Linked DNA regions of Sus scrofa: region 2 is linked to region 1. A link is a contact called in public HiChIP or PLAC-seq data. All regions are on one chromosome and are shown on one strand. Each heading gives the region's core, a stretch centred on a gene start, on an enhancer-like site or on the middle of the called end of the contact. The rest is flanking DNA. Distances are from core to core; before and after follow the strand shown. Region 1 overlaps C1H9orf84. Region 2 overlaps SUSD1 (sushi domain-containing protein 1).

What was found. HiChIP or PLAC-seq counts read pairs in DNA pulled down with a chosen protein or histone mark.
Region 2: a contact with region 1 is called in an H3K27ac HiChIP or PLAC-seq map of alveolar macrophages. The contact joins two enhancer-like sites. A contact is called at or near these places in 1 of 5 promoter capture datasets (liver), 29 of 47 Hi-C or Micro-C datasets (alveolar macrophages, blood, brain and 15 more) and 2 of 2 datasets of contacts at active chromatin or transcription factors (alveolar macrophages and skeletal muscle).

Annotation. Positions count from the first base shown.
Region 1 is chr1:252,537,741-252,542,426 of Sscrofa11.1, forward strand. C1H9orf84 reads right to left here. Exons shown (of 26, transcript XM_021085151.1): 4 at 1,354-1,516; 5 at 1,054-1,150. Among named protein-coding and RNA genes, the nearest start is that of C1H9orf84, 15 kb to the right of the region's middle. Within about 2 kb of position 3,036, at least 4 of the 83 cell types and tissues checked have an H3K27ac peak or open chromatin away from gene starts, as enhancers often do. A contact at or near this core is called in alveolar macrophages, where this site is marked.
Region 2 is chr1:252,851,686-252,856,111 of Sscrofa11.1, forward strand. The region is part of intron 12 of SUSD1 (sushi domain-containing protein 1); the gene reads right to left. Among named protein-coding and RNA genes, the nearest start is that of SUSD1, 100 kb to the right of the region's middle. Within about 2 kb of position 2,751, at least 35 of the 83 cell types and tissues checked have an H3K27ac peak or open chromatin away from gene starts, as enhancers often do. A contact at or near this core is called in alveolar macrophages, where this site is marked.

The DNA.
Region 1 (4,686 bases), core at 1,786-4,285:
AGCCTCAGCTGTGGCAATGCCGGTTCCTTTAACTCACTGTGAGGGGCTGGGGATCGAACTCACATCTCCACAGTCACCCAAGCTGCTGCAGTCAGATTCCTAACCCACTGTACCACAACAGGAACTCCAACGCAAAAATTTTAACTCTCTGCAGACATTTTATTTAGAATATAAGTGTAGTAGCCAAAAATATATTTCAAGCAGTGTTGTGAGTAATGTCCTTATGGCCACTGATTACATTGGTGATGTACAATATCCCTAAACACAGAAATAGCTTCTTTTGGGCTAATAACAAATTTTAAAAATTCTAAATTAAAAACAATCACTGCATCAAATAAGAACTGGTGAATGGGGATAAGTAAAAAAGAGTAGATGGAATGCAGTGGATCTTTACTGCATCCCAGGGGATATATTTCTTTTTCATTCCTACAGAATTGGATTCTTCAACGAGTGAGACTGTGTGATAACTCTTGGAATTAACAGGGGAGGAAGCAGGGGGACTGCAGAAAGGTGCTAATTGGTGAATTAATATTTTACCATGGGTGGTAAGTTTTTTGATTGTTAAAAAAAACATTTAAATGCCTTAAGGCCATTTATATATATATATATGTGTGTGTATATATGTGTGTGTGTGTGTATATACATATATATGTATATATATGTGTGTGTGTGTATATATATATATATATATATATATATATATATAAAATGATTTAATGTCCTATACCAGGTATATCGATTAAAATAATTGGGAGTGGTTTTTAAATTCCCTATACCTGGGCTGCACACCAGCCCAATTAAATCAGAATATATTGGAGTAGGATCCAGGATGCAGAATTTTATTAAAATTCCCCAAGTAATTCCGATGTGTATCCTTCTATCTTTGAAGAAAATTTACTCCTTAATTGATACATGTAAAATCCATTATCAAGTCTTTTAAACTTGACAATAATAGATGATAAGTATATATTACTACAATTTATATAAGTGTGATTTACGGACTTTCATTTAAAAATTACGGAAAACGAATATTACAGCCTTTTTTAAACCTACTGAATCTTCTAACTTCTTCTGAGAGAAGTTCTCTTTATCCATGTAAAAATCTTCTTTCAAAAAATCTTTCAAATCTCCTTGAAAAGAGAAACACTCCCTAACAAAAAATAAAACATTAAATTAGGGTTTACTAAAAACAAGGTACATATTAAATGCAGTCAATCAAAATTCATAGTGACAAAAACTAGGGCTGCAGTAAAGCAATCATAAAATATTATGATTAATAACATCTAGACTCATGAGCATACAAAAAATATTTTCTCCTCTTAAAAATATTTACAACACTGGGCAATTAGGTACCTGAAAAAATTAGTTGCAGTGAAGATCTGTCCTTTGAAATCTAAGAGAGGGTCCTTTACTAAAAATAGTTTTAGCCTACTCAACAGAGTCTGCAAAGTTGGTAGCTGACTTTTATAGGCCATCAAATTATTTACAAAAATTATTTCTTCATCAATAGACAAATCTGAAATAAATAAGAAATATAAAGGCATCAAAAAAAAAATCTAAAAGTTATACAAAAGGATCCAGGTAGTTACTATAGTCAGCCATCAGATACAGTTGGGTTTTCAAACATATTTTACATTTTTTAGTTCGTCATTTTATTGTGCAAATAAAGTATGTAGCATAGTACTTGGGTACATAGGTGGAAAGAAGCTCAATAAAACTTAGTATTATTTAGTATACTGAGTAGTAACCAAATATCCTGAAATAGTTGTAATGGCTCGTATTTTTTTCCAACAAAATTAATGTAATCAATGGAGGAAAAATCTCTTATGGCCTCATGCCTCAAATAGCTGGAGAGCCTCAGCAAAATTGTAAAGAAAAAAAAAGCATTCGACTTTTGCCCACCTAGTCCTTTCTCCTCTGCATGATTTTACCTTTTGTTGTTGTTGTTGTTGTTGTTTTTTGTCTTTTTGCCATTTCTTGGGCTTCTCTCGCGGCATATGGAGGTTCCCAGGCTAGGGGTCTAATCGGAGCCGTAGCCACCAGCCTACGCCAGAGCCACAACAACACGGGATCCGAGCCGCGTCTGCAACCTACACCACAGCTCACGGCAACGCCGGGTTGTTAACCCACTGAGCAAGGGCAGGGATTGAACCCGCAACCTCATGGTTCCTAGTCGGATTCGTTAACCACTGCACCACCACAGGAACTCCGATTTTACCTTTTAAATTCTCCAGTTCATCCTGAGACAGACATGTAGGGAATGGAGGTGGTCTACAAAGCTTACAAGTGAGACCAATTCTGATTCTAGCACTCTAAAGTTTGTTCAAACATGTTTGATTTAAAACTAATTACAGGGAGTTCCCTTTGTGAGGCAGAGGAAATGAATCCAACTAGTATCCATGAGGATGAGGGTTCAATCCCTGGCCTTGCTCTGTAGGCCAGTGGGGATCCAGCATTGCCATGAGTTGTGGTATAGGTCACAGAGGTGGCCTGGATCCTAGGTTGCTGTGGCTGTAGTGTAAGCTGGCAGTTGTAGCTCTGATTCAACCTGTAGCCTGGGAGCTTCCATATGCTGCAAGCATGGCCCTAAAAAGCAAAAAACAAACAAACAAACAAACAAAACAAACCAAAACCAAAAAACTAATTACAATGACAACTAATATAGCAAAATAGCTACCACAGAAATGTGATATATCGGACCTATTAGGAAACATACTCCTAACAGTAAGTTGCTGGAAAAGGTTTTTCCTCTCTACCCCCACCCTACCATGTTTGAGTTACTTTAGAAGCTCAGCTAATAGTGTCAGTGCTTTAACAGTTTCTGGGCTCAGGGAGGGAAGGTAAAACCTACCTCCATTCCTCAATAGTCTCTGAGTGGAAAGAGAAAAAGGAAAATGACAAACTGCTCAGAAAGCCAAGTTCCCCAAAGCAAAAGTCACCTTGAAGGGGAAGTAATAGTCTCTTGTTCTGGGCAATGGCCTCTCAGTTAAGCAACTTTAGAATGCCATGAGGGAGGAATAACATGAAGTGATGTCTCTAATGACCAAATACGTCATTGGTATATGTGTGTGCTTAATAAATCTGTGGTGTAGAGCAGGCAGGCAGGGCCATCCCTTTGCCTGGGGATAACTTAAAATGCCAAAAAAGAACTTGTTATAAAAACTAACCTCCTGAGAGACTATTTATGGGAATCTGTTAAATTCCCAACCATCACGGGCCAAGAACTTCCCATGATACACCAAAGAAAGCTAGCCAATCTGTTCCATAACTAAGCAGGGTTTACTTGAGACAATTTAAAGATGGTTCATTCATATATCCAATCTGTAGGTATTAATAAAGTCATATTAACAGTAAAAACCCAAAGGGCATTCATTTATATTTCCATCTTCACCTCCCACTTCCAAAACAGACCTAGTCATCTTTCCTTTCTACAGGCTCATCCTAGTACTTCTGGGAATCCAGGAGGGCATTTATCACTTATGAGGTCTTGTTTTCCAACTACCCTTTTTTGATGGAGCCACTTGAGGGCAGCATCACACCATAACCAATGTTCTTTATAACTACACAAAGGTTGTTTTACCAAGGATGCTACCTACTTACCTTCTTATAGCTATACAACTTGTCCTGGATTTTTACACTCTTACCACTAGTGTATGTGCCAACACAGATATAAGGAGACTGTTTTCCTCTATTGTAAAGGAGTGTTAAATTGTCATGAAGAAACAAAATTCTGGCTAGTTAACTATGAAAAGAAGAAGAAAAAAGGTCTACTGACAAGAAAGTAGATAGATGTGTTCTTTGCACAAGATACTTTTGTCTTAGAAAACCCAACATAAATAAATGAAAACAATTAAGGAGTTCACTAAGGTGTCTGGTAAAAATTGGAAAATCAATAGTTTTGAAATATATATAAAAACCTTATCATAAGGGTTGGGAGACCAGCAGGAGAAGCTCTCATGCTCTGCTATGACAGCAGAGCCCATCAGAAGAAGAAAGACACCTCTTCTTTCTAGGTAAGAACTCAACCAATAAAAAGCCAGGGCCTCTGTGTACTTTACCTTCCTAGTTTCCTTCCCCCTCTATAAAAGAGTTATCCTTCCCTTGCCAGGGGAGGACTTGCACACGACTCACCATGGCTGCTAACCCAGAACTGCAATTCTCTGTTGATCCCAAATAAACTCATCTTTGCTGGAGAAATACCTAGCAGTGTATTTCAGATCAACAACACATTTATGAGTGTGCTTTAAATAAAAAACAGTATTAACTGGGAAATTTATGATACATAAATAAGATTAAAAGCTGCGCCATGCATTGGAAGAAAATAAGGATATGGTGAAATGTTACCCGAATACTGTTAACATTTAAAAATACTGTTAAGAAAAAAAAAATAAAAATACTGTAAGGCATACCTGGTGTGATCACAATAATAAAAGGATTTATATATAGATTATAGGATTATATGTTTTTCATAAAGTGACAGTCTATATATTTAAGACGTGGGAAAACAAAGTTAATAAAAATTTTTGCTAACTTATAAAATCCATTCCTTGTTCATGATCAAAAGTTCTTAGTGAACTCAGAACAAAAGTTTCCACAGCCCAGTGAAGTATGTAAATTTTTCTAACATCTCATCCTTGAAAATTATGTGAACATTAAAAATAATGTAAACACTGAAACAGTATTTAT
Region 2 (4,426 bases), core at 1,501-4,000, 310 kb after region 1:
AATCTAAACAGAGGCCATGACCTCATGCTATGACCTTCAAGTAAATGCAAGGGCCTAACACGATTAAATACATAAAAATAAAGACACCCTAATGGTTCTTTTCTAATCTCGGGCACCTCCCCAGATAGACCATGCCTCCCCCACCCCCATTTAAGGCAGGATAAATTGAAAATGATGCCAGTGGAGGAGTTCCTGTTGTGGCTCAGATGTTAACGAAGCCGACTAGAATTCAGGAGGATGCAGGTTCAATCCCTGGCCTTGCTCAGTGGGTCAGGGATCCAGCATTGCCATGAACTTTAGCGTAGGTCGCAGACACCACTCGGATCTTGAGTTGCTGTGGCTGTGGTGTAGGCTGGCAGCTACAGCTGCCCCCTAGGGTGGGAACTTCCATATGCTGTGGGTATAGCCCTAAAAAGACAAAAGAGAAAGAAGGAAGAAAGGAAGGAAGGAAGGAAGGAAGAAAGAAAGAAGGAAAGAAAGAAAGAGAGAGAGAGAGAGAAAAGAAGGAAGGAAATGATAGCAATAGAGAAAATGGGGCTTACGCCATAAGTCACCAGGTAAGGCAAGGGTAGCTACATCTCCACTATCAAGGTGATGAGACTTGGCCTCCCAGGGAGGAGGAACCAGACTTTTTTTTATCTTTATCTCCCCTTCAGCCCTGAGCACCCATCTCTGTACATAACCCATCAATAGATATTTGCTGAATTAAATTGTGAAGTCACAGCATACCCTTCCCCAACTCCTACAACATGGAAACCCAGGCTTTTAGGCATCTGATATAAAGAAACTTTCCCATTCATATTTTGTTTTAACAAAAAAAAAAAAAGGTAACATTAATATAAGAAAATAACACCGCAGCCCTGTGGTGTACCACCTTGTCTCAGTGCACCCTGCAGTGGGATGCTTTCAATGAGAGGGGCAGGGAGACATCTGCTCCCCTGCCCCAACACCTGCTCCCCTTCCTGGAGGGGTTGGGGCTTGATTTGAAGCCGGAAAGTAGCTGGGAGATTTCAGGGGACGAGAGAGAGAGGCAGCCTGTGTAGGATGGAAGGACGTGTGGCTCTCTCCTAGCCTGAACTAATATTAGGTCCTCAAATGTCAAAGAACCTGTGTCCGTGAAAGATTGAGAGCATCTGGACCAAGAGGGAAGCAGCTGGGATGAAGGCCAGCCCCTCTCCGGACCTCTGGGACAGCTTCTGCCTGCTGGGAGCCAGGGGGACCAGCAGGAAAACATTGGAGACAGGATTTTCACTGAGGACACAGCAGAGCCCTGTCCTCGGATGGTCTGTGGAAGAGAGGTCCACAGCAGAAGAACTCAAGAAACCTGGTCCTGTCCCGGTCCTTCCTGAAATGGGAAAATTCCCACCTATGCTGCCAGCCCTGGCACTGAAGACAGACTGGGGAAGGAATGATTTCCTTCACTTTATTGATTTCCCTTTTTCCCTCCAGCATCCTTGGTACCAGAAGAAACCTTCAACCTCAAATAATCACCCTGTTGTGCAGAACAAGTGGTTAAGTTTTTTTGGAGGTTTCCAGGCTAGGGGTCCATTCAGAGCTGTTGCTGCCAGCCTGCAGCACAGTCACAGCAACGCCGGATCCTTAACCCACTGAGCGAGGCCAGGGATCGAACACACCACCTCATGGTCCTAGTCGGATTTGTTTCCACTGCACCACGATGGGAACTCTGAAAGTGGTTAATCTTTACCTTCATGCAGGCATGTGCCTTCTCCCCGCCCTCACCCGCCCCCACCCCATTTCCTCCTCTCTGCTTCTCTCCCAGTTTCAATGAGAAGAAAATTTTGCCTACAGGCTTTTTGACTTTGCTAGAAGAGAGCATGACCAGTGTACGACAGTGCTTCTGACCCTTTGGGTTTGTTTGTTCTTCCCCTGGACCTAAAGACAGTCCAACTGGTAGGGCTATTCTGAAGAATTCCCATCAGTGCACTGCCTTCGGGAGCACATGAGCCCTGAGTCAGAAGCACGGTAATAACATCTCCATCTCACCACCCTTCGCGCCAGCACCCTCTTCCGTTTTCACGGCAACACTTGCCTCTGTCCTTCAACATTCCAAAAACTTTCACTCTCCTCTGAGGTCAGCAATATATTTAAAGTGCTCGTTTGCATCCTGTTTCCCATCAGTAAGATTTAGTTGAATGTAAGACACTCAGGAGGGAAATTCCATTCACACTTTTTCTGGAAAATCAGCCACTGCAGATTCCAGGTCCAAATCCCTTGCCTCACATTTCTGGTAAAATTCAAAAGCTCACCGTTTGACTGAAAACAAAGCCACATCTTAGGCAGCTAGGCATACCTCCTCATATCAATATATAAGGCTCTTTTATTTGAGAGGGCTTGGGCGCTGTTCTTGTTTTGTTTGGTTGTCTACCTTTTACTAAGATCTTAACAAGTTGAATTTTCACTTTTTTTTTTTCTTTTTAGGGCAGAACCTGGGGCGTATGGAGGTTCCCAGACTATGGGTCTAATCAGAGCTGTAGCTGCCACAGCAAGGGAGATCGGAGCCACATCTAAGACTTATCATGGCAACGCTGGATCCCCAACCCACTGAGCAAGGCCAGGGATCAAACCCGAAACCTCATGGTTCCTAGTCAGATTCTTTTCCGCTGCGCCACGATGGGAACGCCCTATTTGCACACTTTTTAAAAACTGCAAATTCTTTAAGGTAGGGCAGATTTGAAAAAGAGGCAGTCAAGGTCTCAATGAATGCAAACAGCTCAACAGTGCCCCCTGGTGGCCATGAGCACAGGCACAGGGTGCTTGGGCTGCAGAGCTTTATTTAGCCTACAAAGGCAGGCAGACATAAGTGTCTCATCACTCCCTCTCCCCAGCTCAAAAAATATCAAATGCTAACGTGAGCCAGCAATGCAAGCTATCCAAACATGAGAAGGACCAAAGAGGAGGATACTGAACAGCTATTCATTTTAATAGGTCACCGTGAGAAGAAAAGCCCATTACTTCTCTTCCCAGATCCAAAGCTGGTGAATTCTTTATGGTCTAAGGTCTTTATTAACAAACCAGGGATTTCCTCAATACCAATACCATCCACTGGCCATTTTAGAGTCAGCCCTCATATTCATTCATTACAAAAAGATTTCTTTGCTGTGCTAGCAGTGTCCTTAGGTGTTAGAGGTTCAACATGGAATACAGACAAAAATCCCTGCCTTCAAAGAGCTCCTATTTTAGTAAGGGAAAAGAAAATTTAAAAGTAAATTTTATTTTATTTTATTTTTTTTGTCTTTTGTCTCCTTTTAGGGCTGCACCAAAGGCATATGGAGGTTCCAAGCCTGGGGGTCCAATCAGAGCCTCAGCTGTTGGCCTACACCACAGCCACAGCAACAACAGATCTGAGTCAAGTCTATGACCACAGCTCACGGCAATGCCAGATCCTCAACATACTAAGCAAGTCCAGGGATCGAACCCACAATGTCATGGTTCCTAGTCAGATTTGTTTCTGCTGCTCCACGAGGGGAACTCCAAAAAAAGTAAATTTTAAAATACAACTTCTAAGGAGTTCCTGTTGTGGCTCAGTGATAATGAATCTGACTAGTATCCATGAAGCTGTGGGTTCCATCCCTGGCCTGGCTCAGTAGGTTAAGAATCCAGCGTTGCCATGAGCTGTGATGTAGATTGCAGGTGTGGCTGGGATCTGGCATTGCTGTGGCTGTGGTGTAGGCCAGCAGCTGCAGCTCCAATTTGACCCCTAGCCTGGGAACCTCCATATGTTGCAGGTACAGACCTAGAAAGACCAAAAAAGGAAAAAAAAAAAAGAATTGGTGATAGAGAGAAAACAGGAATTTCAACTTTTATTTTGAATAGGAATCTGCTGTTTAGCATAAGGAACCCTACCCAATATTCTGTGACAACCTGTATCGGACAAGACTCTGAAAAAGAAAGGATATGTCTATAATTGAATCACTTTGTTATACAGCAGAAATTTGCACTGCATTATAAATCAACTACACTTCAATAAAACTTTTAAAAGTGAAAAAAATAAAATAAACTACAACTTCTACAAGTTCCCTAGGGACCTAGTGATTAAGGATCTGGCATTGCCACTGCTGTGACCCGGGTCACTGCTGTGGCATGAGTTCAATCTCTGGCCGGGGAATTCTCACCTGCCAAGGGCACAGCCAAAAATAACTAAATAAAAAAATAAAATAAAATACAAATTCTGGAAACAACTTCTATAAAGAAAGTCAAGCAGAGTAAAGGAAGTTCTTGTTGTGGCGCAGCAGAAACAAATCTGACTAGTATCCACGAGGTTGTGGGTTCGATCCCTGGCCTTGCTCAGTGGGTTGGGGGGTCCAGCGTTGCCATGAGCTGTGTTGTAGGTCACAGACACGACTCGGATCCTGCATTGCTCTGGCTGTGGCACAGGCTCCAATTTGACTTCTAGCCTGGGAACTTC